Regions from separate parts of the Mus musculus genome. Here all the other regions are linked to region 1. A link is a contact called in public promoter capture Hi-C data. All regions are on one chromosome and are shown on one strand. Each heading gives the region's core, a stretch centred on a gene start, on an enhancer-like site or on the middle of the called end of the contact. The rest is flanking DNA. Distances are from core to core; before and after follow the strand shown. Region 1 holds the start of Ces1a (carboxylesterase 1A). Region 2 holds the start of Fto (fat mass and obesity associated). Region 3 has its middle 3.9 kb from the start of Nup93. Region 4 holds the start of Mt1 (metallothionein 1).

The links. Promoter capture Hi-C pulls out the DNA fragments that hold promoters and counts their contacts.
Region 2: a contact with region 1 is called in a promoter capture Hi-C map of hippocampal neurons, with 2.7 times the contacts expected there. The contact joins the promoter of Fto here to the promoter of Ces1a in region 1. A contact is called at or near these places in 2 of 39 promoter capture datasets (the 3T3-L1 cell line and hippocampal neurons) and 1 of 115 datasets of contacts at active chromatin or transcription factors (embryonic stem cells).
Region 3: a contact with region 1 is called in a promoter capture Hi-C map of hippocampal neurons, with 4 times the contacts expected there. The contact joins the enhancer-like site here to the promoter of Ces1a in region 1. A contact is called at or near these places in 9 of 39 promoter capture datasets (the 3T3-L1 cell line, 3T3-L1-derived adipocytes, cranial neural crest and 5 more), 5 of 484 Hi-C or Micro-C datasets (cerebellar granule neurons, cerebellum, embryonic stem cells and 2 more), 1 of 115 datasets of contacts at active chromatin or transcription factors (embryonic stem cells) and 1 of 9 other capture datasets (embryonic stem cells).
Region 4: a contact with region 1 is called in a promoter capture Hi-C map of hippocampal neurons, with 2.5 times the contacts expected there. The contact joins the promoter of Mt1 here to the promoter of Ces1a in region 1. A contact is called at or near these places in 4 of 39 promoter capture datasets (the 3T3-L1 cell line, embryonic stem cells, hippocampal neurons and 1 more), 1 of 484 Hi-C or Micro-C datasets (palatal mesenchyme), 2 of 115 datasets of contacts at active chromatin or transcription factors (embryonic forebrain and embryonic midbrain) and 1 of 9 other capture datasets (embryonic stem cells).

What each region holds. Positions count from the first base shown.
Region 1 is chr8:93,045,583-93,051,504 of GRCm38.p6, reverse strand. Ces1a (carboxylesterase 1A) reads left to right here and starts at 3,313. Exons shown (of 14, transcript NM_001013764.2): 1 at 3,313-3,448. The coding sequence starts at 3,397.
Region 2 is chr8:91,311,383-91,317,304 of GRCm38.p6, reverse strand. Fto (fat mass and obesity associated) reads right to left here and starts at 3,780. Exons shown (of 9, transcript NM_011936.2): 1 at 3,685-3,780. The coding sequence starts at 3,729. It overlaps Rpgrip1l (Rpgrip1-like), which reads left to right and starts at 4,083. Exons shown (of 26, transcript NM_173431.2): 1 at 4,083-4,102.
Region 3 is chr8:94,207,679-94,213,600 of GRCm38.p6, reverse strand. No RefSeq gene overlaps it. Among named protein-coding and RNA genes, the nearest start is that of Nup93, 3.9 kb to the left of the region's middle. Within about 2 kb of position 3,655, at least 20 of the 459 cell types and tissues checked have an H3K27ac peak or open chromatin away from gene starts, as enhancers often do. A contact at or near this core is called in cerebellar granule neurons and hippocampal neurons, where this site is marked.
Region 4 is chr8:94,176,562-94,182,483 of GRCm38.p6, reverse strand. Mt1 (metallothionein 1) reads right to left here and starts at 3,395. Exons shown (of 3, transcript NM_013602.3): 1 at 3,146-3,395; 2 at 2,596-2,661; 3 at 2,157-2,382. The coding sequence starts at 3,173. The coding sequence ends at 2,291.

The DNA.
Region 1 (5,922 bases), core at 2,064-4,563:
AAAATGCTCTCTGACGAAAGCATCTTGTACATTCTCTGTACCAGTCTCTCCGCCTCATGAGTCAGCTTTTTTAGTTGTTTTTATTTTAAGTTGGCCCCAGGTTGGCACTCCTTGCTGCAGCCCATGGCGGAGATAGGAAGTTTCTTCATCTGTTTGCAAGTGGCTGCTCTCCGATTTTTTCCTACTCTGTGCACTCAATACAGCTTTCTGGTCACCAGTGTTAGTGCACTCACAGGTCACAGGTCAGCCTGTCACATTGGAAGCTAGCATGCTCTTGTAGCATTCTGTGGAAAAAACAGAAGCATTACCCCCTTTCCCCCATATTAAATATCTGAACAGGATCATGGTATGTGCCAATAAGTGGATCCTTTTCACCTGACCTAGACATTATTATGTCTAGTTTTTTAAAATAAAAATGTGATTTAAATAATGTGCACGGGGATATAATTTTTCCTCACTGTGTTGGTGTTTTCCATCTGTCATCCTTTGTAGGGCTGAATTTATGGAAAGATATTGTGTAAATTTGGTTTTGTCATGGAATAACTTGTTTTCTCTGCCTATGATAATTGAGCATTTTGCTGGGTATAGCAGCCTGGGCTGGCATTTGTGTTCTCTTAGGGTTTGTATGACATCTGCCCAGGATTTTCTAGCTTTCATAGTCTCTGGTGAGAAGTCTGGTGTAATTCTAATGTCTGCCTTTATATGTTACTTGACCTTTTTCCCATACTGCTTTTAATATTCTTTCTTTGTTTAGTGCATTTGGTGTTTTAATTATTATGTGGCAAGAGGAATTTCTTTTCTGGTCCAGTCTATTTGGAGTTCTGTAGGCTTCCTTTATATTCATGGGCATCTCTTTCTTTAGATTAGGGAAGTTTTCTTCTATAATTTTGTTGAAGATATTTACTTGCCTTTTAAGTTGGGAATCTTCGTGCTCATTTATACCTACTATCCTTAGGTTTGGTCTTCTCATTTTGCCCTTAATTTTCTGGATGTTTTGGGTTGGGGTTTTTTGCTTTTTGTATTTTCTTTGACTGTTGTCAATGGTTTTTTTTTTTGTTTGTTTGTTTGTTTTGGTTTGGTTTTTTTTTTAATGGTATCTTCTGCACTTGAGATTCTCTCTTCTATCTCTTGTATTCTGTTGGTGATGTTGACATCTATGACTCCTGATCTCTTTCCTAGGTTTTCTAACTCCAGGGTTGTCTCTCTTTGTGATTTATATATTGTTTCTATTTCCATTTTTAGATCTTGGATGGTTTTGTTTGTTTCCTTCACCTGTTTGATTGTGATTTCCTGTAATTCTTTAAGGAATTTTTGGGTTTCCTCTTTAGAGACTTTTAGCTGTTTACCTGTGTTCTCCTGTATTTCTTTAAGGGAGTTATTTATGTCCTTCTTAATGTCCTCTATCATCATTATGAGAAATGATTTTTAGATCCGAATCTTGCTTTTCCACTGTGATGGTGTATCCAGGACTTGCTATGGTGGGAGAATTGGGTTCTGGTGATGCCAAGAAACCTTGGTTTCTGTTGCTTATGTTCTTATGCTTGCCTCCTGCCATCTGGTTATCTCTAGTGCTACCTGCCTGGCTATATCTGACTGGAGCCTGTCCTTCCTGTGATCCTGGTTGTGTCAGAACTCCTCAAAGTTCAGTTGTCTTTGGGATCCTATAATTCTGGGATCCTGGGATCCTGAGATCCTGGGTGTGTCAGAGCTCCTGGGAGTCAAGCTGCCTCTGGGACCCTGAGATCCTGGTGTAATCAAGTTCCTAGGAGCCTCTGATCCTGTGATCCTGTGTTCCTGAACATGTTATAGCACCTGGGAGTAGAGCTTCCTCTGGGTGTTGTGGGACTGGCTGTGGAGTTTGTGCCCAAGGTCTGCTTAGGGCACTGGCTAAAAACCAGAAGCAACCTGTGCTAATGGTCGGGTGGACTTCCTGGGTGCCTGGGTCCTGCTGTTTCCAGTTACTTCTGGGACTAACAACTTTTAAAATGTTACCTTCATCTTTCAATATGATTTAAGGTGTCCCCACATTTTCAGGAGATAAGGTGAGTCCAAGGCCAGGCCCTTTCAGTCACTCCTAAATCCTGCAGACACATGTCCCTAACAGGCTTCTTCAGTTCATTAAGCAACAACTTGTTCTATTTTCCACCACAGTAGAATTTTATTTAATTTTGTTTTCTGAAAAAGCTCCCCCACACACACTTGTTCCATGATATCAACCAGAACTAACACCATAAAGTCCCATTGACCTTAGTATTTCCCAGTGTCCAGCAGAGGGAAGCACAGGAACAAAGGAACATATTTTTCTTCACAGATCCAGGGAGGCTGCTGGTGTGGCTGAGATGGTGCAGATCCAGACAAGACTAGAGGCCTTAACACAAAAACAGATTAGGAACAAAACCTCAGTATGGTGGTATGAGTTTGTAATCTCAGTATGGTGGTATGAGTTTGTAATCTCAGTACCTAGGAAGTAGAAACAGGAGAATCAGAAGATCAAGGCCAGCTATGGATGAAACCCTGCCTTAAAACAAAAATTAGAAACCAGTATCATCAAGTGGGTTCCCTGATTTCTCGGGAATATGTAGAAGTAGGGAAAGGTGAGAAGATGTGTTTCACAAACATCAGTGACTCAACTCCCACGAGTTTCTAATTTCAAATCTTGGCATTTTATTTTACTGTGGAGAAAAATACATTTTGGCAAACGTCCAATAAATGATGGATACTGTGGAGAGATGGAGTTGATTTAGCACAGAAATTTTTCTCCCAAACATATTTAAAAGTAGTGAGCTCTCCGAGTCTAGAGGTGGATGGCAGATGGCTTGGCCACTTGGTAGGAGCATTGGGAACCTACTTTAAGCATCAGAAAGAGAACTACTCACAATTTAACTTCACTTGCAGACTTGAGAACACAGAATTTCTGAGCCACTATCTGAGGGAAGTTGTAGATATGTTCTAAACTCCCCAGACAGCAGCTGTGGAGCTGAGCATTGCTCTAAAATTTCCAGCCCTTTCTGAGGGTCTCAGACCAAAGCTTAGCCCTGCCTGAAGATGCCATTTGCTGTGCATGCCTTTGGGAAGCTCAAGGTGGACGGAGGTTAGAGTGCCACGGGAAAGAGCTTATGTAAGATGTTGTTGTTTGAGATCATATGTAATCTGATAGTTGAGTCTGGAACCAATTATAAGAGCTTGAACTAAGGCTATGTATGGCTTGGGTTGCCATCAGACTCCTGGGAGCTCTGTGGAGCAGGCAGAGCACCTTGTCATCTCATGATTAGGCCACTGGACCACACATGGATGGATGTGGTAACAAGGCCTCACCATCTAAGACAGGTTATACAAAGCCCTTCAGAAGAGCACCAAGATCTCGTCACAGGGCCCCAAAGCAACTGGCCTTCCAGCATGTGGCTCTTTGCTCTGGCCCTGGCTTCCCTCAACACTTGCATGGCTTTGGGTAAGTTCTTCCAAAACACAAACACTTGGAGCTCTTTTGAAGCTCCTAAGCCAGGGCAAATGGGAGTGTAAATGCGTATGAAGAGAAGAGAGGCCAGGTTCCATTCTGTATCAGAGATCACCAGCATGATTTCAAAATGGGCTTGGAGCAAAGGAACCCAGCAAGCTCCTCCCATCACAGAGATCCAGGGAAAGAAAACCATGGTGATACTGCAGCTGCAGGTGCTAAGAAGTCATTGAGCTAGCATGAGAGGCCCTAGCTATCTCCCAGATCTTACTCTATCTCTGGGTAGACATAAAAAGAGGCTCAGCAGAGTTTTAACAGCATTGAGTCAGGAGCCAGGGCACAAGGCTAGAGTCTAGTTCAGCTCTTCTGATCCCCATGACTTTGGGAAAGACACTTCAACTTTGCAGTGTCTGGGTGATGAATCTGGAAAATGGAAAGCAATAGAGCCTTCCTTACTGGGCTGTACTGAGGGTGGCATAGGTGGTTGTTTTGTAGCTCTTAGCATAGTGTCTGGTCTAGAAGCACAATATATGGATGGACGTAAAGGGGTGATATCTTTAATGGGTATATTAATAAAAATTTGAAATATGGTCAAGCCAACATGTTAAGAGCCAAATGCTACTAAGAAGATAATTTGTTCCTCAGTCCCCAAGAGATATTGGTATGAACTGTATGTTGTATGAGAAGGTGATTAAGAGGCACACCTTAGACTCAGGAGCCTGTCATTGTAGGAGAAGGACCACAGACACACCTAGATGAGAGAGGGAACAGAAAGGAGCTGCAAGGAGTTGGAGGAGGGATTAAGGCCTTCACATCACCAGGGGGGGCTGGGACTTGTACTGAGGGAATGAATAAGTAAATGAGGGGAGATGGAAAGGAATTGCATACGTGAAAAAGCAGAGTTCAGAGATTCAGATACCAAGGTACAAGTTCTGGCTGGGAAGAATAAATGGGCTACAAATACTGCTAAGTAGAGACCATGGGAACTGGGGGGGGGTCTGAAATGTACAGGTGCATGATGTGGAGACTCTCAAATCCCTAGATAAAGGACTGAGGTTTGCTTAATGGTCAAGTAAAGAACAGGGACCATTCTGGAGTCAAGAATATTCTCCTGGCAGTTCTTAACATGGTCATCCCAGCCAGGCTAGCCTGCGAGCTCCATTCTTGTGGCACATACAGTTCTTCCCTAACTCCCTACAGCTTCGTCCCTGTCTTGGTCCTCCTTTGTTTGGCTCTATACAAAGCCAGACTGACCATCTGTCCTGATGCTGAAGGGCATTGGCATTCTTGATCATGGTCATGGATCATATGTTCTCCTGTGTGGCTTCAGGGCATCAGTATCTCAGAGCATCCCTCTCAGAACGTGATTCTATTCTCTCATTCACCAACTGTTGCCACTGAGTACAGACACTTTGTCAACATCTCCACTCAAGTGTGTGGTCAGAAATAAATAATGATTCAAAAATGGTCTTACCAAAGAGAACAGCCAATAGCCCTGGAAGGTCTTTTAGGAAACCATATTGCAAAACAAATCAGGGTCTACTCCAAGCACTGGAAACAGTCCCAACTGAGAACAACACACTAGAGTGGTCACAGGAGGAAGGGCAAACAAAGCACCATGGAAGTCCAGGGAGACATGGAGAAGGGGCTGGAAGAGTGTGAGAGCTACCTCTGAGCCAAGATCACTAGCTGTGGTCCATGTTAGCTCAGTGATGCTTTCCTGCCACCTGAAGTGGGTAGAAATGAGTAGCCAGAAGGTGGAAAGTGGACCATTGAGATGAGAAAATATAAAAAGAAATAAAAGATTACTTATCAAATGGGGGTATTCATATGGGGCATTTACTGTGCACCAGATGTGTATTCCAAGTACTTTATAATCCTTCTCAAAGAAGCCTAGCTAAGTAGGCACTAGCATAGCCACATTACAGATGAGGACACTGAGGGATGGAGAGAATCCTGAATGGACTTCCTGAAGATGGGTTGAGGTGAGGTTGCTGGGGTAACCAGCAGCAAAACAATGTGCCATTCCAGATTCGTCCATTCTCATTTTGCCTTACATTCCCTTTCAAATCTGCCACAGTGCCTTGGGGACAGAAAGAAGACAGAATCCTAGACATAGCGAGGGTTGCCAGGGCTCTGATGGCCAAACACTGGTTCTGGATTCAGATGGCAGAAATGAATAAGACACAGTTTGGCAGAGGACACTGGGGTAATAACCATTCTAACAAGTCTTGCTAATGAACTGCTTCAAATGGCATGGAAGTCCTAAGCTGTCCTGCAATAAGCGTGGATTGTCTTTCCTGAGTTTGAGCCTTTCAAATACAAAGTCTTGTCGATTTGGAGATACCGACATTCACAGGGTCCAATTAATCCAGACCCTGTACCCCAACCACCTCCAATATGGGGTTCTTGTAGCCTACAGCCTATTCAACTTAGTCACTCAGAACCAGGCACCAGGCGAGGACAGC
Region 2 (5,922 bases), core at 2,531-5,030, 1.7 Mb after region 1:
TGTTTCGCTGCAAAGCCAGATGTTTAGTCCAGTCTTCTTCTCCCTTTGGATTTAGAGAGTATATAAAGTCTACAATACAAGCAACTGCAAGTAAAAAAGATATAACCTACGTTATTACAAAGAGAAAAGGAGAATCAAAGGTAATGACTATAGAAATGACAGCATCCAATTTAAAAAGCAAACAAGAAACTTTTGTGACTTCAGGACAAATATTTCAAAAGCTTAACACACTGGCTCAGGACTGTAATCCTAGCTTATTAAGAAGCCAAGGCAATAAATATACCTAGGAAATATGAAGAACTCATAAAACTTAATAAGCTAACAACAACAATAAAAATGGTTTAAAAAAATGTGAACACACACTTCACATGGGGCTTGGGAGATGGCTTGGTGCTGAAGATATTCTCAGAGGCCAGGTAAGTGCTAGGTAGGAGTGCTAGGGTTCTGCCTCTAGTCTCAGGACTAATAAAGCATGGCCAGGGACGACTCCCCACATCTACCTCAGTCCTCTACACAATGAGCATGCATAAGCATGCATCACTACCATTTATGTCCATACATGCATGCAAACACACCCATACACACCACACACACATACACACAAGAAAAAAAAAGAATACCCACATGTTCGTGAAGTATACGATAATATATAATATCATTGGTCATCAGGGAAATACAAATGAAGACCACAATGAACTACTCCCTCCTGGTCACCATGAAGGCTACAATGAAAAGACAAACAGTAGCAAGCTATGACAAGGACTTGAAGAAATCCTAACCCTCAAAGTCTCTATGAGCAATGTGGGGGAGCGCAGCTTGTGTGGCAAAGAGTGGCAGTTTCTCAAAATATTGAGCATAGTCTTATAATGTGACGAGCAGCTCTACTACCAGACCTCTACCCTGTCCATACAGAAACTAGGCTGCAACTGTTTAGGGTATCATTTTTTATGACAGCCAAAAAAAAAAAAAAAGTCAAATTGCTCACATAGCATTACATTTCCTTGACACAACTACAGTTACCTGGGGATCTAAATTAAGGAACTGCCTCCAGCAGATTGGCCAGTGGGTATGTGGATAATTAATCCATGATTGATATGGGAGGACCCAGCCCACTGTGGGTGGTGCCACCCTGGGCACATGGTCCTGGACACTATCAAAAAGGGCAAGCCAGTAAGCAATGTTCTTCCAGGGTTTCTGCTACAGTTCCTCCCAAGAGTTCTTGCCTTGGCTTTCCTCAATGATGAATTATCACAAGACAGTGAAGATAACATAAACACTTTCCTCCCCTGCTGGCTTTTAGTTGTGGTGTTCTATCACAGCAACAGAAAAGAATAGTAAGTAAATAAACAAACAAATATAAAAAAAAGTGGTGTGTCCAGAAATAGGAATGTCATCTACTGGGTAATGGGAAGCATGGATAAGTGTTATAAGATCTACGAACCTCGGCATGGATGAACACGTATGGTGAGTGAAAGCAGCCAAACAGAAAGGTCACATATACATGATTCTATTTATATGGTAATGTTCTGGGGCTAGAGATGGCCCAGTTAATGACGTGCTTGCCACAATCGAGAGGACCTGAGTGTGGATCGCCAGCCCCATGTAAAAAGCCAAGTGCAGTGCAGGCCTGAAATGCCAGCTCAGCAAAGGTGAAGATAGGAAGATCTCCAGGGCTTGCTGAGAAGCAAGCCTAGCTCAGTGAGTGAGCAGCTCGGTGAGTGAGCTCTGAGTTCCAGGAGAGCTCCTGTCCCAAAATAAGGTGAAAAGCAACTGAAAAAGAAACTCAGTGTGGAGCTTTCATCTTGACAGACACACACCAGCACATGCACCTGCATACATGCATACAGACGTACACAGATGACAGACACACACACACATACAATATCCATCAAAGGTGGCCCTAGCAAGCAAACAAACAAACAAACAAACAAACAAATTGCCTAGACACAGAGGTGAAATACTTTGGGAAATGGCAAATGGACGCATTACGCAGTGTAAATAAAGATACAGGATTTTTCCATGGCTGTTTTCCTTGTTAGCCTCCAACCTGTAAGAATCCAAATGCCCAGCCACAGGTGAGTGAATGAATAAGTGGAATCACACAAAGTGCACTACCACTCAGCCACAGAAACGGAACAATTGATAACATGTGCGTTAACACGTATAGGTCTCAAAAATTACTGTGATCAGTAAAAACGGCATCCGGGTATATGCTGTCTGCTTCGGCTTAGATGAAAAACTCTAGAAAGCATAGATTCAACAATCATGACTGATCGCATGACTGCCTGGGGGTAAAATAAAGAAATCGGCTGTAAAGAAATAACTTTTTAAAAGAGCCATGCCCTCTATGCAACTGGAACATTTTGCATATACGTACAGTCAAAACTTATCAAATTGTTCACAACAAATGACTGCAAGATTCTCTCTATACACTGGGCCTTAACTTAGCTGAACAGAAAGTCAAGCAATCACTTACGATTACTGAGACATTGTCTAGGACTTAACACAACTACCTGTGCTTCGCATCAGCCAGTACTTCAATGTCTTTCACAAAGAGACTAGAAATGGAGCTAGGAGATTAGAGAGGGGCAGCTCCTGATCCCTAATGCCACCTAGGAAACAAAAGGCCCTGAGCAAAGGCCAACTTCTGCCAGACTCCGTGTCCATGTCTGTAAAATACATAACTCAGGCCATTACACCCAAGACCCAAAACCCTTAGATTCCTAACTGACTTAGGAATCTTACAAGACAAAATTCTACGACAGCAAGTACTGTACCTGTTTTATTTCCTACTGATCCTCGCTGCCAGTATTTACCTACCATAGAATAAGCACCAAACGGCATAGCCAAGGGCCTTTGGCCAAATGAGCTACAGACAAGAGAGACTTTTAAGATGGGCAGAATCTGTTGTGTCCACTGAGGGGGACTGAATGCTGATAAGTTAGAACAAATCAATAGGTCCCAACTTTGGGGATGGGGGAAAAGGAAAATATTGAGCTTCCAGTGCTCATCTTCATAACGGACTGTTTATACTCTACCTATGTAATATCTGTCTTGCCATCTGCTGCAATGATATGAAATAATTATGCATTTAATGTAGGTGTCTGATACAAAAAAAAAAAAATGCTGCAAATAAGTCGCCGTTGCTGTTACTGTCATCCCAAGGAGTGTCCACTGTCAGAAAGCTGAACAGCAAGGACGGAGTCCAGGAATGTACTACCCACAGAAGCTATGTAAAGCGTATCTGATGTGCTGACCACGCAGACAAGTCATCTGGCCATTGAGGCAATGCTCCAAATAAAAACATGTCACCATACTAAATCTGTGGCTCAGCTGCGCTCGAGCTGAAAACACACAGGTGGTAAACTGGTAAACTGAGGCTCGAGAGTGGCTACAAATATAACCAAGGAATAGGGACAGAAGCAGGACAGGGACATAGATGTCTATCTTTTCATTTCTGACCAAGACTAACTGTATCCAGATCTGCATCCAGAGCAATATGAATTCACAGCACAGACGTGCGCGCGCACACTCACACCACGTCTGCAGGTCTCTTGCAAACAAGGCCCTGACACCCCTTGGCTTAACGCCGAGCATCCACTCAGCCATCCCAGCGGGTCTGCGGGTCCCCTGCCTCTAGCCCGGGACTAACACAGAATCCCAGACGCCCGGAGCCCCACATACCTTAGCTTCCCGCTCTCGTTCCTCCGCGGTCTGGACGCGCTTCATGCTGCTACTAAAGCCGCCTTCGCCACCGTGGGCCGTGTTCCCCCTCGCCCTGGACCCCGCCTCCTGTGTGTAGTTCTCTCAACGGCTCTCTCCCGCCTGGAGCCATTTGCTCTAATACCTAGAAGAACTACCCTTCCCAGAATGCTGCGCGAGACTCCCGAGTACTCCTTGGGCTCCGGAGCTGAATTTCTCCAGTCAGCTAGCAGGGCTAGCGTAGTCCGCTACGCGACCCGCCGACGGCCCGCACCCTACGGAGAACTACATTTCCCAGTGGGTAACGGGACTCACTGTTTTCCCGTGCTCCTCTGGGCCTGCAGAGGCTCGCGCCCTGGGCGCTATAGCAACCGGTAGCTAGCTGAGGGCGAACGCGGAGGTGAGTACTCTGTGAGGTGGGGGCTAATGCAGGTTGGCTGGCTCTTCCGCGGCCTCACAACTGAGCCTGGAGTCTGTTCGAAGCCCAGGATAGACCTGGGATTCTTGCGTGGAAAGCAGTCCATCCCGACACACCTCCACATCCGCAGGCCTGCATCTGACTCGCCCTGACCGCCCGCCCAGCCAGAAACGCAGCTGATAAGAATTGGCAACCCTAAGTCCTACAACTCAAAGGTCCCAGTCACATTTCACTCTGTTTCCCAGAAACTGGGCTTGGATGGTAGAACCTAAGCCTCCCAAGAGGCTTGTTACTGTTGTTGTTGTTGGCTTGTTACTGTTGTTGTTGTTGCTGCTGCTGCTGATTGTCGATTAGTTTTTAAAAGGGGGTCTCCCTATGCATCCTAGGCTGGCCTTAAACTAGCCTTTTTAGCCCATGCTCGTCTCAAATTCAATCAATAATAGGTCTTGCCTCAAGTTCCCACCACCACAATCAGTTTCTAGTGGCCTATCTTTTATTCTTTATTACTGTTTCTCATCTGACTACTCCCATAGTCTGTTAAAGCCATTACAGGGCAGAGACTTTGTTTAAACTCAGTGCCTGGCATTCATTCATTCATTCATTCATTCAATAAATGATAGCGTTAATGTCTACTATGTGACATCAGATAGCAGAAGAGGAACTATTTGGGGGAGGAAGGAGACCAGTGAGAGGAAGCTAGAGAGATGGGGGGGGGAGTGGTAGGGGACAGATATAAGCAAGAAACTATGATATAGGTGTGAAAATATACTAGGTTAAAAATGCATGACATGACAATGAATTACGATACAACTCTGGGATAATGACAAAGGCTGTTGCTGTAAGCAATAAGCCACAGCAGGGTGGTGGCACACTCAGGACAAATTCAGAGTCTACTCAGGGCATGGTGACACCCGACTTTAATCGTAACACTCTGGAAGTAGAGGCAGGGAGATCTTTGAATTCCAGCCAAGTTTATATAGTGAGATGACCCCCCCCCCCATTTTTTAAAGAAAAAAAAAACACAAGGAAAAAATAGAGAATTTGAGGCCAGTATGTTTAGTGTTCTTGGTGAATTTCATGTCAGCCTAGACAGCCTGGGCTTCCCTTGAAAAAGAAAAGTTAGAAACCAGGAAGAAAATTAACACAGAACAGTAAGGGAAACTCTAAGGAAAGGTCAGTTGGACTGAGCTCTGAAGTATGAGGAGACAGAAGAGCCTTAGGAGCAAGATAAAAGCATGCCATATGTGAGGAAAGCAGGGAAGGTTGTAAGTGGATCATAGCAAAGAGGGAGAATTCACTGTGCCATCTACCTACATCAGACCAGTAACAATTTTCTTCTCGGTCATGATAACCAGAAATATCACCAAACAACTAACTCCTGCATTAATGACCTTGAGCAATTGAGCTAGCTTGTCTTAGCTTCTGTTTGTATCTAATGACCTTGAGCAATTGAGCTAGCTTGTCTTAGCTTCTGTTTGTATCTCAGGAACCATTTGAGTAGCCATTGCTTACGCACACTGTAAGCACAGTGAACAATATGTGTTAGCATCAACTTCTGCAGACATTCTTTCAGATATTTGCCCCTAGCAGTGGTTCTCAGCCCATCATGAGTTCCAATCAAAGTTCCAGGCCCTCTCTCTAAGAGAGACTCTTCATGCACATATACGTAGCCACGTCTTCAAATTTCAGACACTGAAATCCAATTCAATCCCTTTATCCATTCAAGTGACTGTTTAATAAATGCTGCTCGCTGAGTGTGCCACCCTCTGTGCCAGCTTCTCAGACAGGTGAACAAGATGGAC
Region 3 (5,922 bases), core at 2,406-4,905, 1.2 Mb before region 1:
TAAGATTACAGGTGGTTGTGAGGCGGCATGGGTACTAGGAACCAAACCCAAAGTCCTTTGCAAGAGCAGTATGCTGAGCCATTGCTTTAGCTCCCGTAATAGCCTGTAATCGTTAAAGAGGCACTTTTTGGATTGCACAGTCTCGAACATGTCTAATCTTTCAATGAAGGTCACCGTCCTGACCTAATGAGGACCATGTGAACACAGGCCTAGGCAAGGTTGTCACCATTAATAATTCTAGTTTGGTAGATGCCTGTTTGATAAAGTGTTCTAGTCAGCTTTGCCTTATATGCTTATAAAACATAAATACAATTAACATACAAAGATGCCCACAATGATTAGCATTATAGCTGCACAGAACTTCTTTCTGCCTGCATGTGTATGTTTGTGGTATATATTTGTGTATGTGCAGAAGTATGTGGGCAGCTATGTGCACATGTGCTTGGAGGTCAAAGGTTGCTGTTGGGTGGCTTCCTCTAGTCACTCTCTGCCTTATTTTTTGAAACAGGGTCTCTCACTGAACCCAGCGCTTACCAATGGGCATAAATAGCTATCCAGTGAGCTCCAGGGATCTACCTGTCTCTGCCCTCCTCCCCTGAGCACTAGGGTTACAGGAGCCACCCTCCACACTGGGCTTTTGCTTGCTCAGTAGGTACTTTACCAACTGAGACTTCTTGCCAACACAAAAGATTTTATTATTTTTATGACCTTAATTAATGTGCTTGTGAGAGACAGAGAGAGAGAGATCTCTCTCTCTCTCTCTCTCTCTGTGTGTGTGTGTGTGTGTGTGTGTGTGTGTGTGTGTGTGTGTACTCAGGTCCTTAGACTTGCCATCAGTGTCTTTATCTGATGAACCATCTTGCTAGCCCCAGAAATTATGTTTTGTTTTAATGTCATGGGTATAAGTGTTTTTGTGTGCATATGTGTATGTGTTCCGTGTTTGTGCCAGACACCCACAGAGGCCAGAACAAGGCATTGAATCCCCTGAAACTGGAATTACAGACAGTCATAAGCCAGCATGTGGGTGCTGGGAATAGAACCTGGGTCCTCTCCTAGAACAACAAGCACTCTTTGCCACTAAGCCAACTCTCCAATTGCCCCCCACCACTAAGTTCTTTATAAAATAACTCAGCTTCTATTTTTCCAGCAGAATTCAGAACCTCTGGCTCAGTAAGCTCTACAGCGGTGGTGCTCAACCTTCCTAATGCTGAGACCCTTTAATACAGTTCCTCATGTTGTAGTGACCCCCCCAACCATATAATTACTTTGTTGCTACTTCATGACTGTAATTTTGCTGCTAAGTTGTAATATAAATATCTGATATGTAGGACCAACAGTTCAAGACCTGCTGATCTATAGAAATGACAAAAATCAATACTTCAGACCTTTCTTTTGCCTGTGTAGGGAAGGAGAGTAGTGACCGGTGCGCCTCAAATTTACAATAGTAAGACTCATTTAGTCAAAGCAAGCAGATGTTGGCCAGTGTCTTGGTTAGGGTTTTATTTATATGAAGAGCTACTGTAACCATGACAACCCTTATAAAGGAAACCATTTAACTGGGGCTGGCTTATAGTTCAGAGGTTCAGTCCATTGTAGTCATATTGGGAAGGATGGCAGCGTGCAGGAGTTCTACATCTGGATTGGCAGACAGCAGGAAGAAAAAAATGACAACGGACTAGTCTTGAGCTTCTGACACGGCAAAGCCCACCTCAAGTGACACACTTCCTCCAACTCGGCCACACCTGCTTCAACATACCATACCTCCAATAATGCCACTCCCTATGAGTCTATGGGGGCCATTTTTTTTCATTAATTAATTTATTCCCCTTATATCCTGATGGCAGCCTCCCCTCTTTCCCCAGCCCCCACTTTACACAGCCTTTCCTTACATCCCCTTCTCCTCTGAGAAGGGGGAGGCTCCCCTGGGTACCAACCCACCCAGGCACATCAAGTCACTGCAGGATTGGGCACATTCTCTCCCACTGAGTCCAGAAAAGGCAGCCCAGTTACGGGAATAGGATCCACAGGCAGACAACAGAGTCAGAGACAGCCCCCTGCTCCAGTTGTTGGAGGACCCACATGAAAACTAAGCTGCACTTCTAGTACGTTTGTGCCATGGTGCCTAGGTCCAGCCCATGCATGCTCCTTGATTGGTGGTTCAGTCTATGGGAGCCCGTGGGGGGAATTTTTATTCAAACCACCACAACCAGGTTTTAAAAGGACTATGAAAAGGGCCACTTACCATCTGAATGATGCTGATCGCAAATGACAGAAATGTCACACTTTTATTCACTACTTGATATATTGTAAGTCGTGGTGCAGTGCCTGTTGTACAATAGAGGACATTTTGTATTTGCTAAACTTGCATGCCCAAAGGTTTCACTGTGTAAAGTTTTGCATAATATTTAGAGTTCAGATTCGCAGCTTTACATTAGTCTTTAGTCACAGATACAGAGGGCGTTAAGTGTACTAAAATTACCATACATAAAGCTGTTTGGAGTGGCCCATACCTTTAATCCCGGTACTTGGGAGGCAGAGACAGGTGAAGCTCCTGGAGTTCCAGGCCAGCCTGACTTACATGGTGAAACTCTGTATCAGAAAACAAACAACAAAACAAGCAAACAAACAAAACCCTAACATAAACAGTTACTTAAGTGAACTCTTGCTCTGTTTAAGACCCTTTAGGGTTCCATTTCCCAGTTGGGCAGTGGTGGCACATGCCTTTAATCCCAGCACTTGGGAGGCAGAGGCAGGAAGATCTCTGAGTTCGAGGCCAGCCTGGTCTACAAAGTGAGTTCCAGGACAGCCAAGGCTATACAGAAAAACTCTGTCTTGAAAAAAAAAAAAAAAAAAAAAAAAAAAAAGACTCTATTTCCCAGTTCACCAAAAAGCCTTAGAGAATAAGCAGAAACAAATAATTTCTTGATTTAAAAAAAAACAAAAACAAAACAACAACTTTGTTTTTGAAGCTAGCTTTTACAAATGTTTCTAAGAGCAAAATGTCTTTATCATTTAGACATGACCTCACTATAGAGCCCTGGCTGGCTTGGTGCTCCCTATGCAGACCAGACTGGACTAGACCTCATGCAGGAGTCTCACAGAATGTGAAGGAAAAGAATGAAGACACAAACGGAAGATTCCATTAGCATAGAGTTCACACCAGGCAAAGCTAATTGCTAATCTGTGGTGATGGATGTCAGGATGGTGTCTATTTTGGAGTGGAAAGGGGGAGTTGGCTGGGAAGGGAAGGAGGAATCTTCTCAGATCTGAAAATGTTCTGCCTCTTAATCTGGCTGCCGAGCACATGGGGGTATTCACTTTTTAAAAATGTATTAAGCTGCACATTTAAGATCTGTGCATTTCGCCATGAATATATTATTCATTACACTTCAATAAAATAGCTGTGGAGTTTGAAATCGTTTTTGGTGACCCAAAACTCATCGAACGCCGCCTCCCCGCCCCCCCCCCGCCCCCACTGTTCGAAGTCCGCAATTCTGATTTCCCGTTTTGCTATCCCGCCACCCCCCATTATGTACTAAGCCCCTTATGGAGTACAAAGCTAGAAATACTTTGTAAAGGACAGACAGACACCTCCCCCACCACACCGATTGCTCTCCTATCTCAAGCTGCTGCTGCCAGAAATGATTTCATAGTGGGTGGCAGCAAATTACATAAAGCTTTGTGATCGGCGGCTGAGCCATCAGCCGTATTCTCCAAGAGACATTAAAAGCTTAGAAGGGAAGGCACCAGCTTTGCCCTCTGCATGGGTTTAATTTCAACTTGTACAAAAGGTGATTCGACATTATCAAGGATGGCAAATTGGCTTCTGCTGGAGCAGGAGCTCCTGGCAAGGCAGCAGGCATGCCAGGAAGCTGGTGTGAAGGATGCCAAGAGCAAGTCCGGCCTCAGTGGAAGGCTGTTAGGAGCAGGCCATACTGCCTAGGACATTTGAGTTTGGGATAATCAGTTGAATCACTGAGGAACCTTGCTTGCTCAACTATTAGCAGTCCAGCAGTAAGGTGCGTGTCTGGTTGATTGACTCAGGTCTTTCCATACCTACGATTTGCCATCCTTAGTGCAGACTTAGCCTAAAGAGAAGAAGGAAGGCTGTGTCTGGTTGAAGAGAGCTGACAGTCCCTACTCCATAATGCAAATCACATCTTCGGATGCTGTCAAACCTGACAGAGCCTAAGATACCTAAAGCTGTTCTCTCCAACTGGGATCTGTTAAAGAGCAGACCCAAGAGTCTGCAAGTCGATAAATACCATAGGAATCAACAATTGAGCACCAACTCTGTGCAATGTTCTGGGACGAGAGGCCTCTACAAGAATTGTCCTCGTGCAACACATACAGTGGCTGTTGGGGAGTGGCATCAGTAATGGTCTCATTTCACCAGTGCTGTAAAAGCAGGCAAACGGGGGGTTTACGTTTCTTCAAGGCCATATGTTGAGCTCATTGCAGAAGAATGAGTCAATGGAGACCAGGGCCATGTGTCCTGTATTAATCCCAACACACCGACTCTTACCTTATACTAACGCTAATACCCCGGCACAACAGAGGCCGCCACAGTTCAAAGGCAACAAGTATGAGTCAGAGAACTGCCTTTCTCATTCTTTTCCAGAGGGAACAGAAAATTGTACAGAAATAGCTAGCTCCAGAAAACTAGCAACCTCTTAAACACACACACACACACACGCACGCACGCACGCACGCACGTAAGTACGTATGTACATTACCACCCAAGACCCAGCCATTCTGCCACTACATATTTACTTACCTAAGAGACAGGGGCACGGGAATGTGTTTACACAGAAATGCTTCTATCAAAATGTACATAGCAGCTTTATTCATAACAACTCAAAACTGGAAACAGCTAGTTTTCCATGGTCCATCAACAAGAACTGAAGGGGTGTGTGGACGGTGGCATGGCTATACAGATTGCTGCCTGGTGGGTCTCCTAAACCGCTGTCGGCCCAGAGCCAGACGTATAAGAGCAATAATGTGAGACCCCAGTTACATCAAGCTGAGGAACACACCTCGCTGGTCTGCAGTGAAAGGGTTGGGAATAGTCTTTCCTAGAAATGTTGATGTGATGAAGAGAGCCTTGTGGTGAGCATGCGCGTACAGCAGTCCACATATGCAAAACTGTACTGAGCTGCATGGTAGGATTCGTGCGTTTTATGGCATGAAATTGTTTCTCAGTAAAATCTGGTTCATCGGGCTGGAGAGAGGACTCAGCGGGTAAGAGCACTGACTGCTCTTCCAGAGGTTCCAAGTTCAATTCCCAGCAACCACCTGGTGGCTCACAACCATCTGTAATGGGATCCGATGCCCTCTTCTGCTGGGTCTGAAGACAGCGACAGTGTATCCATGTAAATAAAATAAATAAGTCTTTAAAAAAAAATCCAGTTCAGTATAGACTTGGGCTAAGGCCATAGCTCAGGCAGGGGTTGTGTGCCTTCCCAGTCTGCCCAAGGCCCTGCTGACACTGCAAAGATCATCAAATGAGGCAATAGAATTTACATGCATTCTTAAAAAAAATCTATTTATTGTTTTATACCTAAGTACACTGTAGCTGTCTTCAGACACGCCTTAAGAGGGTGTCAGATCCCATTACAGATGGTTGTGAGCCACCAGGTGGTTGCTGGGATTTGAACAGCGCTGTGAAGGGTAGGGTTTTTTTTTTTTTCTTCCAAATATCTAGTTGTTTTATTTGTTATTAAATATATTGATGGTTGGTTGGAAAAGAAAAAATGGGGGAGGGGAGGGAACCCGATCATCCCACACATGTCTCCTTTGCTGCTGTGTAGAGACACTCTGCCAATGTCTGTCAACTTTGTTTATGTCAGATTGGGCAATTTGTCACTGATGCTGAATCTGCCAAAAAGAAACATGAACTAGATTGACAAGGCTTGGAGCCTT
Region 4 (5,922 bases), core at 2,146-4,645, 1.1 Mb before region 1:
GTGCTGAGGGCGTTCCCTGCAGGGGTGTTTAAGGTGCCTAGAAAATGCATCAGGTGTAAGGTGTGTAGAAAATAAAAGCAGTAAGGGGTTAGGGTCTATCCTTAGAGTGCTTGCTGCCCACCATTGAGGCTCACTGTAGTGTGGATTCTTAGCACCTACATAACTAGCCCGGAGGGGCAGTCCAAATCTAAGCCCAGTGCTGAGCGGACAGAGGTGGATCTCCAGGGTTTGCTAGACATCCAGTCTAGCAGAAATACAGTTCTAAGTCCTGCTAAAGATCACGTCTCACGGGCTAGAGAGATGGCTCAGTGGGCAAGAGCACTGACTACTCTTCAGAAGGTCCTGAGTCCAAATCTCAGCAACCACATGGTGGTTCACAACCATCTGTAATGAGGTCTGACTCCCTCTTCTGGAGTGTCAGAAGACAGCTACAGGGTACTTACATATGATAAATAAATAAATAAATCTTAAAAAAAAAAAAGATCACTTCTCACAAAGTAAGGTGGGATGTAATGAAGATCTCAGGCCTCCACGTTCACCACAAACACTTGTGTGTGTGTGTGTGTGTGTGTGTGTGTGTGCATGGGCAGGCACATATACACACAAATTAAAAATCAAAGTATGTAGAACATCTGGGGACCAAACATCTGGGAGTTGTCATACTCTGTGACACTTTTTTTTTTTCCGAGACAGGGTTTCCTCTGTGTAGTCTTGGCTGGCCTCGAACTCAAGAAATCTGCCTGCCTCTGCTTCCTAAGTGCTGGGATTAAAGGAGTGTGCCACCACGCCCGGCGACACTTATTTTTGACATAAGGTCACATGTAGCCCAGGCTACCCTCTAAAACTTAATACCTGGGGCTGGTGAGATGGCTCAGTGGGTAAGAGCACCCGACTGCTCTTCCGAAGGTCAGGAGTTCAAATCCCAGCAACCACATGGTGGCTCACAACCATCCGTAACAAGATCTGACTCCCTCTTCTGGAGTGTCTGAAGACAGCTACAGTGTACTTACATATAATAAATAAATAAATCTTTAAAAAAAAAAAAAAAACTTAATACCTAGCCTTGAATTCCTGGCCTTCCTGCTGCTACATCTCAAATATCTTGATTACAGGCAGGACCCACGCTCTTTATCACTTTTTTTTCCATCTTTTTTTTTTTGGATATTTTCTTCGTTTATATTTCAAATGCTATCCCAAAAGTCCCCTATACCCCACCCCTACCCCCACCCCGCTCCCCTACCCACTCACTCCCACTTCTTGGCCCTGGCTTTCCCCTGAACTGGGGCATATAGTTTGCTAGACCAAGGGTCCTCTCTTCCCAGTGATGGCCAACTAGGCCATCTTCTGCTACATACGAAGCTAGATACACGAGTTCAGGGGGTACTGGTTAGTTCAGATTGCTGTTCCACCTATAGGGTTGCAGATCCCTTTAGCTCCTTGGGTACTTTCTCTAGCTCCTCCATTGGGGGCCCTGTGTTCCATCCAATAGCTGACTGTGAGCATCCACTTCTGTGTTTGCTGGGCACTGGCAAAGCCTCACAGGAGACAGCTTTATCAGGGTCCTTTCAGCAAAATCTTGATGGCATATGCAATAGTGTCTGCATTTGGTGGCTGAATAGGAGATGGCCTGGTGACACAGTCACTCCTGTAATCCCAGGTACTTGGGAAGCTGAGGCAGGAGAATCAAAAACTCAAGGTCAGACTGGACTGCAGAATGAGTTCTAGGACAAGGTAAGCAACTTGTGTCAAAACAGCCAAGAAAGCCCCTCTGGAATCTAGTTCAGTGTTAGTCCCTGCCTAGCATACGAGACACCCTATGTTAATTTTCATACCCACCTCCTTATACCCAACAATGTGAGAGGAAACCAGAATCCAAAGAGAATATAAATGATAAGATTTTCTGTGCTTCCAGGATGGGACATCAAGTCTTCCAGGACCACCCTCCCTCCCTCCCTTCCCCTAACACAAGACCTGACCAGGCACACAGCTGTTTTCCATGAGGAAGCTTATGGGATAGCTTGGCTTTACCCAAAGACATTACCCCTCTGTGAGGGCCAGAGGCGGGAGGTAAAGGCACGAGGGGGTCCAAAACCAGATCCCCAGACTATCAAGTCACCCCAGTTTCTTATTGCCAAACCACACCAAGAAAACCAGAGTTAGACTCAAACAGGCTTTTATTATTCACGTACTCGGTAGAAAACGGGGGTTTAGTAAACAGGGTGGAACTGTATAGGAAGACGCTGGGTTGGTCCGATACTATTTACACGTGGTGGCAGCGCTGTTCGTCACATCAGGCACAGCACGTGCACTTGTCCGCGGCGCCTTTGCAGACACAGCCCTGGGCACATTTGGAGCAGCCCACGGGACAGCAGGAGCAGCAGCCTAGAAAGGAGGAGGAAGAGGTCAGCCTGGCTGAAGACCTCTGCTTCCTGTCCCCAACAGAGAAGACCTCGGTTTTTTTAAATAGTTCTCTGTATAGTTCTGTCCCCGAGACAATACAATGGCCTCCGGGAAGCAAAGGACATTTCTCAGAGCCAGTTTTGTAGGAGTTCCCCGCCCCTAGCCTTAGCCGCCACCCAAGGTGTCCCAACTCACTCTTCTTGCAGGAGGTGCACTTGCAGTTCTTGCAGGCGCAGGAGCTGGTGCAAGTGCAGGAGCCGCCTGGGGAGGAGAAAGAAGACAGCATGAGGGAGGCAGCATTACAGCAGTGGCCAACACCACGAGTCCCGGCTCAGTTCACTAAGTCCTCCTCGGAGCTGCAGGGAGCCTAGCCCCACTTTTCTCCTCACAGGTTAAGTCAGGGATTATGTCTTTGAGTCCCAAGACATAAAGGTCCTTCACCTCTTTCTTAATTCAAGCAATTCACAGTAAGTTTAGTAATGCCTGGGACTCAACCCAGATGTCCCCACTAACTGGGTGATCAGGAACCGGACATTTGCGCGTCTAAATCCTAGCCCCAACCCCGCCAAAGGACCCGTTCGACAATACTCGTAACTAATGAAGGCTTTTGCAAGAGCGGATTCTAGAAAGAACCGGAATGAATCGCCAACTAAAGGTGCCTATTCCCGCCAAGCCTCTACAACTCGGGGATTCCGCTCTGCGGTCCCAACTTGGTATTCTAAAGACCAAGGATCGGGAGTCTTACCGGTGGAGCAGGAGCAGTTGGGGTCCATTCCGAGATCTGGTGAAGCTGGAGCTACGGAGTAAGTGAGGAGAAGGTACTCAGGACGTTGAAGTCGTGGTGACGCTTAGAGGACAGCCTGCCCTCTTTATAGTCGTTGGACGAGTCCGGGCGCAAAGGGTTTGCACCCAGCAGGCGGTTGCTCCAGCCCACGCATAGTCACGCGCCCCGCGTCCTTGGCAGAGCCGAGCGCACTTTTCGGGCGGAGTGCAGAGCTCCCTGGAGCGCCAGTGTGCACAGCGGGACCGCCCCTTTGGCACGACTGGCTCGGATAGGACGACCCATGTGACGTGTGGAACATCATGTCCCTATAGTGCTTTCCCCGATATTACGGCCTATCGCTGCTCTGGAGTTTACGAGAACTCACCCCGGAAAGCCAGCTATCTCCGTAAACCCATTCGCAGCGTGGTAACCTCAGCTTCTCCTTTCCTGGAGTTCCTGAGCAGCGACCAGCTCCGCCCAGGTCTCTCTCTGGATCGAAGCTAGGAGAAGAGGAGACAGTTTTATAAAGACTAGCCTTGATTATTTTAGCCAACAGAACTCATCTCAACATTATTCTCTACTCCTGAGGGGGCTCATCTAAGAATGTCCAGGGCTGAGGGGTCACTCACCTTAACCCATCTGCTCTACTCCAGGCTGGTTTTAAAAACCAAGGTACCCTCCCTCCAGAGAGATCATTTTAGGTGGGGACTGCATTAGATAAAAAAAATAAAGTCAGCTATTTCTTTCTTTCTTTTTTTTTTAATGCTTCTGATTTTGAGTAACATTAGAGTCTGCTGTCAGGCAGGCCTTGTGTCCTGGGCAAGAGAACAGCTACACTGTTGGCTCATGCATACCATCACTTCTGAGCTATACGACTTTGGGCAGGTTTTTGCTTAACTGTGGTAGAACCACCACCAGCAATATGTCTATTATGCCAGAACCAGGAGTTAAACCAATTTCTCATTTAATACCTATAGAGAGATGCAAATTCTATTTACACACAAGGACAGAGGATTCAGAGGTTCAGTGACTTGCCCAGGCCATATATCCAGTCAGTAGTACAACGGCTGTGAACCAGCACTGCCTGGCACTAACGCTCCTGTATTTGTCCCACGTTCTCTTGCTGTGATTCTGTACAAAGTTCATCTGTAGGCAGAGAAGGCACCAGGTGCTGGGCTATGACACTCCCCCCCCCCACACACACACTTCCCCCTCCTCTTCCCCCTCTCCCTCTTCCTCCTCTTCTTCCTCCTCTTCTCCGTTCTTCTCCCCTTCTTTCTCCTCTCTTCTTCCTTTTTCTCCTCCTCCCCCCTCCTCCTCTTCCTCCTCCTTCATGGTGGTTTAGATACAAGTGTCTTTCTATTATCAACCCACTGGTTTGGTAGTATAATATTACCCAGGGCGTTTCTCCTTCCTCCGGATATTTCCTCTTGGAGGAGACAACACAGCAATACCCTCTGCGTGGGAAGATCCAAAAAAAAACCTTCATTTGGAACTGAGTCTTTATCTATACAGTTAAATTCTTGCCTTAGGGTAGCTCTTTAATCTCAGCTCTTAGAAGTCAGAGGCAGATGATCTCTGCAAAATTCAAGGCCAGCCAGGGCCACACAAATGAGATCCTATTTCAAAAGTTAATAAGGAAGTGATTAAAGATTAAAAAAAAAAAAAAAAAACAAGCCGGGTGTTGGTGGCGCACGCCTTTGATCCCAGCACTCAGGAGGCAGAGGCAGGCGGATTTCTGAGTTCGAGGCCAGCCTGGTCAACAAAGTGAGTTCCAGGACAGCTAGGGCTATATAGAGAAACCCTGTCTCGAAAAACCAAAAACCAAAACCAAACAAACAAACAAAAAAACCAGAATTCTTGCTTGACTAATGTTGGTCAGTTCTCTCCAGATCTCATGAATTTACTGGTTTTAAGTAGCTAAGGACTGGGCTTGGAAAGAGCAGAGGATTTCAGCCTGGGCTAGAGACAAATTCCAAGCACTCAAGGGCAACTCCTAAGCAGAGATCTCACGTCAGAGACATCAGTGATTCTGCAAAGGCAGGGACTGCTGGCTCCTAGGGTACAAGTCAGGCTGAGGTGTGCTCTGGCACAAAGATGCCCAAGTCCTTTATTCTGCCTCTTCCTTGTTTTCTGGATGCATACGGAGATGTTTCTGCTGGACCACATATAGTTGGTGTTTTTGCTTGTTTTATCAGTTTGTTATGTTTTATTGTCTATTGCCAAAACTGAGATCTGTAACAGATTCTTGGGCCTTTAGACCTCTTGCATAATATGATTTTTTTCCCCTTTTTTTCAGTGAGGATTGAACCCAAGGCTTCCTGATCACCAGGCAAGCATTCTGCACCTGAGTTTTGCCTCCAGTCCTTTACAGTCTTTTATTTTGAAAGAGGGTCTCACTAAGTTGTTCGGGCTGACTTTAAATGTGCTCTGTAGGGCTGGAGAGATGGCTCAGTGGTTAAGAGCACTGACTGCTCTTCCAGAGGTCCTGAGTTCAATTCCCAGCAACTACATGGTGGCTCATAACCATCTGTAATGGGATCAGATGCCCTCTTCTGGTGCATCTGAAGACATTGACGGTGTACATGCATACATGAAATAAAGGATCAAACTTAAAAAAAACAAAAACAAAAACTGTGCTCTGTAGCTAGACTGAGCTGGAAATCCTCCCCCTGCCTCAGTGTCGGGAGAGTAGACAGGATAATAGAGGTATGTCACCAGGCCCCAGTTTCTCCTCCTCCCCTTCTTCTTCTCCTTTT